Regions from separate parts of the Sus scrofa genome. Here regions 2 and 3 are each linked to region 1. Evidence: chromatin contacts called from public HiChIP or PLAC-seq data. All regions are on one chromosome and are shown on one strand. The core of a region is the stretch at or near the end of the contact, and the rest is flanking DNA. Distances in the headings are between cores, read along the strand shown.

Region 1 (3,374 bases), core at 845-3,344:
AGACCACAAATTCTAACTTCCCATTCCAGTATCCACAGCCCTCCAGATCTCTCACCCATAGGAAGATATAAATGCAGCTTAATCTAAGATAGTTTAGCCTTCACGTGCATTCATTATCATCCTCACTACTTATTAAGACGCTGCCAGGAGTTCCCATCGTGTTGCAGCAGAAAGGAATTTGGAAACATATCCGACTAGGAACAATGAGGTTATGGGTTTAATCCCTGGCCTTGCTCAGTAGGTTAAAGATCTGGCATTGCCATAAGCTGTGGTATAGGTCGCAGACATGGCTTGGATCCTGCATCGCTGTGGCTCTGGCGTAGACTGGCAGCTGTAGCTCTGATTGGACCTCTAGCCTGGGAACCTTCATATGCCCCAAGTGCGGCCCTAAAAGTCAAAAAAAAAAAAAGAGTTCCCGTCGTGGCGCAGTGGTTAACGAATCCGACTAGGAACCATGAGGTTGCGGGTTCGGTCCCTGCCCTTGCTCAGTGGGTTAACGATCTGGCGTTGCCGTGAGCTGTGGTGTAGGTTGCAGACGCGGCTCGGATCCTGCGTTGCTGTGGCTCTGGCGTAGGCCGGTGGCTACAGCTCCGATTCAACCCCTAGCCTGGGAACCTCCATATGCCCCGGGAGCGGCCCAAGAAATAGCAACAACAACAACAACAAAAAGACAAAAAAAAAAAAAGAGAGAGAAAGAAAGAAAACTACTTAGCATACGACATTATTGAAATGAAGGAAAGTGACATTTTGATACCACATGAAAACTCTTTGTCTCCAACTTGGAGAATTTGGTAACATAAAAGAAGTTCAGGCCGTATAAATTCATACAATTACAAGTCGATTTTTTAAAGGCATATGTGATCATTCATTACAGTAGCAGATAGAAAGATATGTATCCTGTTAGTTTAATGGAGGAAATAAATGTGGATGTAGGTTTAAAGAACGGGTCATGAAATCAAATCAGTAGGTCGTGGCCAACATTTTTTTCAAAATGAAACAAAAAAGAAATACCAGAAAAATTGTACATGGGACTGCTAAGCTCTGGTCTGTGAAACTTTTGCTTCAATTATGGCTATGTGTGTGTTTACTGGGTTGTGATACAAAACAGATTTTTTTTTTTTACTGTGAGTCACTTTCAAAAAACTATGAGAAACAAGTGTCAAAGAATATATATGCGTGTATATGTGTGGGCACGATCTATGTACTTATAGATATATGTCAAACACACTTTTATCCCTACTAAAGAGTTCGCTGGGTAAAGCTTGAATTACACACAGATCTGATTGGAGCCCTCCCTTAACCAGGAGCCCTAAGGGGAGCGAAGGAAAGAAGTAAAAAAGAACAGAGGTCGGGAGGATGGATGGATGGATGGATGAATGAATAAATGGGAGGCTCTGTACAGGGGCTTGTTTTCATCGTGCTCTCTACCAGAAACATCCTCAGCTTTCTACCTTCTAGTAGATAGGTTCAAGGGGTCATAAACACAAAATAATGTGATTTCGCGGATTTGCGAGTGTGTCCACAGGAAAGAAGGGGACGCAGCACGCACGTGCAGCAGCCCCCGAAGATCAGGGATTAAGTCTGAAGCATAATTCCAGCGGGTGAAAAAAGAAATAATTTCTGTATTCCTCTCTTCCTTTCCTCAGATCCACTGTGAAAATGGGCTAAAGAAAATTTCATAACAACACAGCCAGCTGTTACCCAGAGAATGTGAGTGCCATCGAGACTACAGCGACTAGCTAGGAAGCACCCTTGGGACCTTCCGTATCCTGACACAAATGCTCCAGTTGGATAAGCGGGAGAAAAGTTCCCATCCTATACATCCGCCACTCCACTCCCCTCACCATTTGCATCGCCTGCTCCATCCACTTTTCGGTCTCCTCCGCGGACACCGAGCATTCGCCGTCGGCGGCCGGCGTGGACTCCCCCTTGGCCTCCATTCTGCACGCGGGCCGCTGCGCGCAGCGCCAGAGGCCGCCGCAGTGGAGGAACGCTGGTAACGGAACGCGGCGGGTGCGGGCTGCCGTTTCCGGGGGAGTCGAACGATGGGACACTCGGGAGCGAATTCTGGACGGACCTTGGCGCCCCGGACCAGTGAGCGGCGGCGGCGGCGCGCCGGCTGCATCGGAAAGCGCAGCTGCTCAGCTCTAGTCCACGCCCCCTTCCCGCTCCGGTGACAGCCCCTGCGGAAAGTCGCGTTTGTGATTTCTGGAGAACGCTGAGCGGGACGACGGCGGTCCAGCCGGGTCTTCCGGGCCAGGTGACGAAGAAACGGTTTCTTGGGGAGCCATCCCCCCTACCTTCCAGGCAGCCCGCAGCCCCGGGGCCTGAAGATGCTGAGATCTACGTGGAATTTTCTGAAACGTCACAAAAAGAAATGCATCTTCCTGGGGACGGTCCTCGGAGGTGGGTGACAGCATTCTTGGAAAGGGGCATTGGGAGAAGGGGTTTGGGAGAGAGGTGTCTGTCTTCTAAAATAGAGGGGAGGGAACCATGGTGCAGGATTCGTTCAAGCATGGATGGGGAACGGAGTGATTGACAGACCCCCAAGGTTCTGGACATCTTTGCGGTTGTGAAATTTGTGCCCTTTGCCCTGACACTGCCCATTACTATGTTTCTCCCCTTTTGCACACTGACCACTGACCTTGGAAGAACCCACCACATTCTTTTTCTTTCTTTTCTTTCTTTTTTTTCTTTCCTCTTCAAGGCACCTTTCTCTTGTAGATACATGTTTTGTTTTGAATTCTCTTCTTTTGTTTTCCTGTGAGATTTTTCACTTCTCTTTGGCACTCCTAATACTTTGTTTGGCATTGGCCCATTGCAGAAGTTTCATAATATTCCAGGGGAGTTAACTAAAGCCTGCAGTCCGAGTGTTGTTTAAAGTTAATTAGAACTTTCAAAAACAGCACAATTGTCCTGAAGGACTGGAAGGTATATACTAAACAAAGAAACGCAAATCGATATCTTGGCCGTTTCTGCTATTTTAGAATACAAAGTGTGCAGTAAATTATGCAATAAGAAAGTGCTTGCAGGATATTGCGCAGTGTTCCTCAGGATCTTCCAGACTGGGATTAGCTCCCACCTAGCTGATATAATTGAGTTTCACAAGCTGAGAGGAGATGTAGAAACAGACAATCTTGGCAGCCCTTTTCCTCATAAGACAGTCATAATATGTAAGGATTTGAAGGAAGAATAAAAGTTTGGGGATGTCCAATGGACCCTATACAAAGCCCTTCTATTCAGTGGGATGATGACAGGATAGTTATTGTTACCCCCATTCAAAAATGAGGGATGGAGTTCCTGTCGTGGCGCAGTGGTTAACGAATCCGACTGGGAACCATGGGGTTGTGGGTTTGCTCCCTGGCCTTGCTCAG
Region 2 (3,532 bases), core at 526-3,025, 360 kb before region 1:
GTAGGTCACAGACGCAGCTCGGATCTGGTGTTGCTGTGCCTCTAGTGTAGGCCGGCAGCTACAGCTCCGATTAGACTCCTAGCCTGGGAACCTCCACATGCCCTGGGTGCAGCCCTAGAAAAGGCAAAACAAAGACAAAAAAATAAAAAAAAATAAGCAGAATGAGCAACCTGGGTGCGTTCATAAATAATTTTCAAGACATTCCAAAAATTGTGGACTGACATTCTTATAAAATCTTTTGAGTCAAGGTTTATACAAATGTTTCATTTTTTTTGAAAGGCCCACACAACTCATTATCTTATTTTGGTTAGCAAGTCACAAAATAACAAAAGAAAACCCATTAGAATAGGTTCAAAACACTAGTTCAATTTCCATAGTTACTTAAAAAGAAGTTTACTACGGAATAAATTTTAAATGGCTTTATACAAGTATTATTATTTTTTAAATGATTGGAGTCATTAATGATTTTCTAAATTGTAAGATAGGAAGATATAAAAATTTTAAGGATATCACATGAACTCAAAACTTTATTAAGGACCCAGTAAGAAAGACAGCTCTTTAGTAGATCTGCTACTTAATTTTGCAACTTTATGAACATGTAGCATGAATACACAATTTTTTAAAAATGCACTCAACTTTTACATAAAGATAAAACTAGAAATTTTCAATAATAAATAGTTCTACGTTAGTAGAATCTTCTTGGAATTATCTTGATTTGAGGGACATTAATTTCTATTAGCATAATTCTAAGGCCAATTAGAAAATACCTACTGGGTTTCTTTAAGACTTTGGTTGGAAAAATGCAGCAAGACATTCAGGAGTTGCTACTTTACCTCTAACACCCTGCTTTCCCTGCCCCCTCATGCCACATTCTCTGACTCACATACTATTTGCAGAGGACACCTGTTTTAAACGGATCCACAGGAAATACCTATGTTGTCTTTTCATAATGTGACCCTGCATCTGGTTAGCTGAAATGTGATCATGATTAAAAAAAAAAAAAAAAAGCTGCCCACGGACTGAAGCGACTTCAATGTGACCACACTTACTGGGAGGTGGAGGGAATCCAGTTTATATTTATTTTCTTCCTATTAAGCCCTGGTAGTGTAGTGTAGGAAAAAAATAAGTAAAAGGGCAAAAACAGTTTAAAACCTCAAATGATTAGTATTAAATTACACACACAGGTTTTACATCCAGACTCAGGACAATCTGCTCTCAAACTGAACGAAATCTCTTAGCAGAAACTGTTAAATAACAGATTTGACACTCCTTCTAAACAGGGTTTTATTTATAAGCCTCATGACCAAAGTCCATAATCTGCGTTGTTATATACTCATAGGATGTTTGTAAATCTCCGGTGGAAAAGGGCAGGGCGGTCTATCAAATGGAATTGGTAAGGGAATTTTATAGATTAACAGTAGTCGAACACCAAAATTCCAATTGGGCTCAAAATAAAACAAGTCACTCGAGGGCTACCAAGGCGCGGCGGGTTCAGACCCCTCGTGAACGCTCCCATCGGTGCCACTCAGTCGGCGAGTCCCCGGGGTCCCTCCTTCCTCGCGGGCTTCCTGTCCCCCGCGCCCGCTCAGCCCGGCTGATGCCACAGGCGGCGACCCGCGCATTCGGCGCGCGCTCCCGGGGTTCGGGTCGCCCTCGGAGGCCGCCCACCTGCTCTAGGGACGCCGAGCGGGCGTCCCCGGCCGGGTCTCTGCGCCGGGCAAACGCTGGAGCAGAATGACGGAGATGACGAAAGAGCTGACGCCACGCCGCCCACCCGGTCGCCACCGGGGCCGCACACGCCGCCCAGCCCCGCCCGCGAGGTGGACGGGCCCGATCGCTCACGCCCACGCCGGTCCCGCGGGAAGCGCCCCGCCCCGCCCACTCGCCCGCCGCAGGGTTTCCCACGGCCCCCGCCCGCCCCCTGCGCCTCACGCCCGGCCGCCCGCCCTCCCCGCCGCCGGGCGCGCCCAGGCCTTGCGCGAACATGGCGCTTGTCCCCTGCCAGGTGCTGCGGGTGGCCATCCTGCTGTCCTACTGCTCTATTCTGTGCAACTACAAGGCCATCGAAATGCCCTCGCATCAGACCTACGGAGGGAGCTGGAAATTCCTGACGTTCATTGATCTGGTAAGGCCATCCCCCGCCTACCCCTGTTCCTCCTGCACTCCGAGCCTGTGTGTGTTGGTGGGTGTGCGAGCACCTGCGCGCGCCTGCAGCATCCACCCCCGTCCTCGTCTCTTGCCCAGTGACCGGGTCTGAAGGCCTGGGTGCCCCCGCAGCAACACCTTCTGAAGCACCTAACCTCACCTGGTAGCTGGGCACGAGTGGAGGTGGGGTGCAGCCAGGTGGTAGGCTATTTGGAGGGAGAAACACACTTGCTTCTAAGAGGTGATAGGGGAAGATTCTCAACTTAGCAAATGGATCCGACGACCTTGATCATGAGTGGCCCGCATTGGCCCCCAACGTGCTTTCCAGAGCACCCACCGTGGGATCAAGTTGCAGCAGCTGAAGGAAACTGGGTATTGTTTTGGCGCTTCCTCTGAAAGGACCAAAGTCCTCCTCATAAAGAAGAGAAAGCTCATAAAGAAGAGCAAGTGCCTAATAAAGTTGTCTTCTTTGCATCTGTTTTTTGCCCATTGTCAGTATTTACTTTCAACCTCCCCCCCTAAACATTAGACCATAGAGAGTTTCAAAATGCATTTGCACTGTGACTCTACACTTTTCCATATCTTCCCATATAAAAGTTCGCAGTAGTTTGCATAAGCAGCTCCTCTATTGGCACAACATGACAACCTTGGCAGTTGCAGTTGTTTAGTTTTTTTTTTTTTTTTTTTTTTAATCCACTTCTGGCACTAAAAGGGCCAGAGAATCAGAACATGAGCATAAGACCCAATAGGGACATGGGTGGAGCCAGGGAACTTGAAGGTGAAAGGTGACTAAGACTGGCTCAAACACACACCAAAAGATGATCAAGCATGGACAGAGAAAACAGAAGCAAGGAGTTCTAAGGACTAGACAAAATGTAGAACCTATTCCTGGATTGCCAGTACTGCCTAGCCAAGATTATACAGGAGGTTGGCCACCTGAGCATGATTGTAATCTCTTAATTGTTGACCCTCCATTTTGATGAAGAGAACTTGATACCTGTTTTGAGATATTTCCAAAGGCTTAGGATCCCTCAAAGCATGCAATCAGAGGGTCTTTGTGTAGATATACCATTTTAAATTGGTCTCGGAGTTCCCGTTGTGGCGCAGTGGTTAACGAATCCGACTAGGAACCATGAGGTTGGGGGTTCGATCCCTGGCCTTGCTCAGTGGGTCGAGGATCTGGCGTTGCCGTGAGCTGTGGTGTAGGTCGCAGACGTGGCTCGGATCCCGCCTTGCTGTGGCTCTGGCGTAGGCCATCGGCTACAGCTCCGATTGGACCCCTAGCCTGGGAACCTCCGTATGCCTCGGGAGCAGCCCTAGAAAAGGCAAAAAGGCAAAAAGCCAAAAAAAAAAAAAAAAAAAAAAAATTGGTCTCACGTTAGATACT
Region 3 (3,390 bases), core at 458-2,957, 440 kb before region 1:
ACCCCCTTCCTGTGGCTGCACCACGTCATGGAACATTCCCGGAACGGGCCAACGTTCCACCCACTTCAGGGAACAGACATAAAGGCGCAGACCCAGCTCCCCACAGTGCACAGCCCAAACACACATGTCCCTTCCCGGTCCCCGGGCAGACGCACAGACCAACACGCATGCAAACCGCCCCACCCGTCTCCGAGCGCCCCCGGCCAGCCCGCCGCGCCGGGAGCCGCTCCGCGGCCGGTGCACCCGCAAAGCCAGGGCGCCTCCTCCTGAACCTTCCATCGAGACAGTCCCCTCCTTCCTTGCTTCCTTCCTTCTCTCCTTCCTTCCTTCCCGGCTCGGGAGGAGAAAGGAGTCGCCGAAATGCCAACAGCCGGCGCCTTCACTGCCCTCGCTCGGCCTTAGGCCGGCGGCCCGGCCCTCGTGCCTCCCGCCCGCCCCCGACCCGCGCCGCGCGGCCCCCTCCCCCGCTACCTGACGACGGGCGGCCAGCGGCCGCGGCAGCCGCAGCGGTGGCCGGGCGGTGCGCGCCGGTGCACGTCCCTCATTAGCAACCAGGCACATTCCTGCCTCCAGCGCTCCCGCGCCGCCCCCTCCCCCCAGGACATTACGCAAAGCAGCCACCCCTCATCTGCATAGATCCTCGGCCAGGGTATTCCCCGCATTTCCCAACGCGCCGGACCCCCCCACCTGAGGTCTCCCCCATCCCCGCCCCCTCCGACCCTCACCCTTGCGCCGTAGACCAGGGGCCGAGGGCGCGCGCCGGGAGGGCGATGGGGTCCGGCAGCGGCGATTTCGCTGTAAAGTGAAACGAGCTGCTAATGCTAAGGGAGGCAGGAAAAACACCGCGCCGAGGCCACTTACCGAGCCGAGGAACCTAGATTCCCGCCGCTCTGCTCACCCGAATGGTTGGTCCGCCCTCCGCGCACCCCAAGGCTGCACCCAGCACCCCAAAGTCGAGACGTGTAGGAATATGATTAACGAGCCGGGAGACCCTCCAAGTTGCTCCGGGCTCCCAGGAGCTTCAACGTCCAAGACACAACTTGGCGGAGACTTGTGCCACAGTCACCGAGGATGTTTCTGCGGAGACCCTCCTCCGGCGGGGAGAGACAGCGCTCGGTGGCGCCCCGCTTGCCTCCTCTCCACCCCCCTCACCTCCAGCCCGCCTCCCGCCGGCCGCCCGCCTCTGGGCCGCGAGCCCCTAGGGCGGCTGTCAGCTCCCGGCCGCCGCCGGGTGACAGGAGCCGGAGGAGGGCGCGACGCGGCGGCCCAAGCCCGAGCGGGCGAGGGGGATCCTCGCAGCAGCAGCAGCAGCAGCGGCGGCCGCTCACCTGGAAAGTCACCGCTGAGAAGGAGGAGGAGAAGGAGGAGGAAGAGGAGGGAGAGGAGGAGGGGGAGGAAACCCCCCTGGTGCCCTTGTTCTCGCTGCCGCGGCGGCCGCTCCTCGCCAAGGCTGAGCGTGTCTGGTGGGGGGTGTCTGGTAGCATTTCCTTAAGGACAGAGGGAGGGAGGGCGGGCACGGAGGGAGGGAAGCGATCCCGACCGCCTGCCCAGGCTCCTCTTTCCTTTATTTATTTTTCTGACACTGTACGGAGATGGTCCCGGGACAGGGGCCGCCGGGCTCGGGAGGGAGCCGCGAGGCCCGGGCCGCAGCAGTCTGCGTGCGGGAGCCGCAGCGGCCGCCTCCCCTCCCGGTCTGTGGACGCACGGGGTTATTCCTGGCAGCGCCTCCCCGAACAGAAGTTACTAGGAGGAGTGCGCGGCGAGGGCGGGCGGGGGGAGAGGCGGAGGGAGGGAGGAAGAGGGAGAGACTCAGCCAGCGACGTCATCGGATCCCCCAGCGCGTCCCAGGGAGGGAGGCCGAACCAGAAAAACCAGTCTGGAGCCGGCGAGCGGAGAGGGTTGTGCGGCGCGACGGGGGAGGGAAGCGACCGGGAAGTCAAGGCCCGGCCCCGCTGCAGCCGCGCTCCCGCTCGCTCGGATCCAGGGATCTCCCCAGAGAGCCAGTCTCTACTTGTCATGCAAAAAAACTTGGGCGTCTCTAGGAGCCTGAGAATTTCCTTTAGGGATGCGGAAACCTCCTCCCTCCCACTCCTATCTTCCCATTTCCCAGATCTTTCCTCATCTAGAAGACAAAGAGAATTATAGAATAATTCGTATTGTCTTTAATTAGAATTGTCTTTATGATTTTTGTCCGGGTTCCTCCGATCCCTTTTCTCTCTGTGGCCCCGCCTCTATGCAACATTAATGCTATCGGTCAAAAAATAAAATAAAATCATATTGTAGGTCCTGGCTGCGTTTGTGGAGCTTTGCAAAGTGTTTTACTAGCACTTTCCGGGCCCCTGCGGAAGCATGAACTTTTCACGCGCTCGAAATGCCCCAGTTGCCTTCGCTGGGGTCACTCACCAGGGTGCCCTGGGCGCACCCAGCTCGGGGATCGCGGCCCGCCCTCGCCGGGGTATTCAAATCGGTTTGAGCAGCTGCGAGAGGAGCAGCTGCCGGTTTCCTGGTGGCAGTGCTGAGACCTGTGGCGAGCGGCCGCCTCCAGTCTGCGAGCTTCCCTTCCTCCGAAGGGACGCGAGTGAAATCACACCCAGCGCGGGGACAGCGGGGCCGGGGGACGGGGGAATCCCAGGCGAGTGGGGGCCGGGGCCCTGGGCTTCCTCCCCGGCCCGGCAACACCCGGGGGACACCGGGGCTCCCTCGAGCCGTTACCCTGCCTGTGTGGACTTGTGTGCACCCTTAGGGGAGGTTCCCAGGCGGCCGCGGCGGCAGGAGCGCGGCGAAAGGATGGCCACCGGGCCGGGCGTACTCTCAGAGCGCCTCCTCCGGGTGGTCTGCGGGCCGGGCAAGGAACGTGCGCCACCCCTCCCGGGCGCCCCAGCGGCCGCGCAGAGCCGAGCAGAGCTGACTGCCCCGGCGCCGCGGGCCCGATAGGCCCTCCCCGCCCCCCGTCCGCGCCGCCGCCCTGCCCCGGGCGGAGTAAACAAGAGACGCGCAAGATTTGACCTGGCGCGACCCGGATTTCTGGCCGGGGTTCCCCCTGAGCAGGTGACTCCGTGGGAGGGGTGGAAATGAGTCTCTGGAATTCCGGGCCAAAGACATTAACTGTGGTTCTGCTTTTAAGGCAGGTATTTCACCGACAACTGCGGAATGTTTTGCGTCTCAAGTTTCAGATTTCGCGGAAAGGGACCAAATGTCAAGGCATATCAAATATTCCCTTCCCTTTTCATTAAAAGAGAGTGCATTTAAAAGGAGGACAGCCCTTTAATGACTGCGAGAATGGTACTGCCGGTTTCGTTTTTGCTTTGTTTTGTTTTTCATTTCGACCTATAATCAGTGTATTTCTGAGGTCCTCGTGCAATGGCGACAGTACGTTTAACGACTCTACAA

What was found. HiChIP or PLAC-seq counts read pairs in DNA pulled down with a chosen protein or histone mark.
Region 2: an H3K27ac HiChIP or PLAC-seq map of alveolar macrophages shows a contact between it and region 1. The contact joins the promoter of AIG1 here to the promoter of PEX3 in region 1. A contact is called at or near these places in 1 of 5 promoter capture datasets (liver) and 1 of 2 datasets of contacts at active chromatin or transcription factors (alveolar macrophages).
Region 3: a contact with region 1 is called in an H3K27ac HiChIP or PLAC-seq map of alveolar macrophages. The contact joins the promoter of HIVEP2 here to the promoter of PEX3 in region 1. A contact is called at or near these places in 1 of 5 promoter capture datasets (fetal liver), 2 of 47 Hi-C or Micro-C datasets (heart right ventricle and skeletal muscle) and 2 of 2 datasets of contacts at active chromatin or transcription factors (alveolar macrophages and skeletal muscle).

The regions. Positions count from the first base shown.
Region 1 is chr1:21,800,335-21,803,708 of Sscrofa11.1, reverse strand. PEX3 (peroxisomal biogenesis factor 3) reads left to right here and starts at 2,094. Exons shown (of 12, transcript NM_001244185.1): 1 at 2,094-2,406. The coding sequence starts at 2,334. ADAT2 (tRNA-specific adenosine deaminase 2) reads right to left here and starts at 2,144. Exons shown (of 6, transcript XM_001924236.5): 1 at 1,845-2,144. The coding sequence starts at 1,940.
Region 2 is chr1:22,163,321-22,166,852 of Sscrofa11.1, reverse strand. It overlaps AIG1 (androgen-induced gene 1 protein), which reads left to right and starts at 1,775. Exons shown (of 5, transcript XM_021072473.1): 1 at 1,775-2,125. The coding sequence starts at 1,985.
Region 3 is chr1:22,238,998-22,242,387 of Sscrofa11.1, reverse strand. HIVEP2 (transcription factor HIVEP2) reads right to left here and starts at 1,707. Exons shown (of 10, transcript XM_021072421.1): 1 at 1,329-1,707.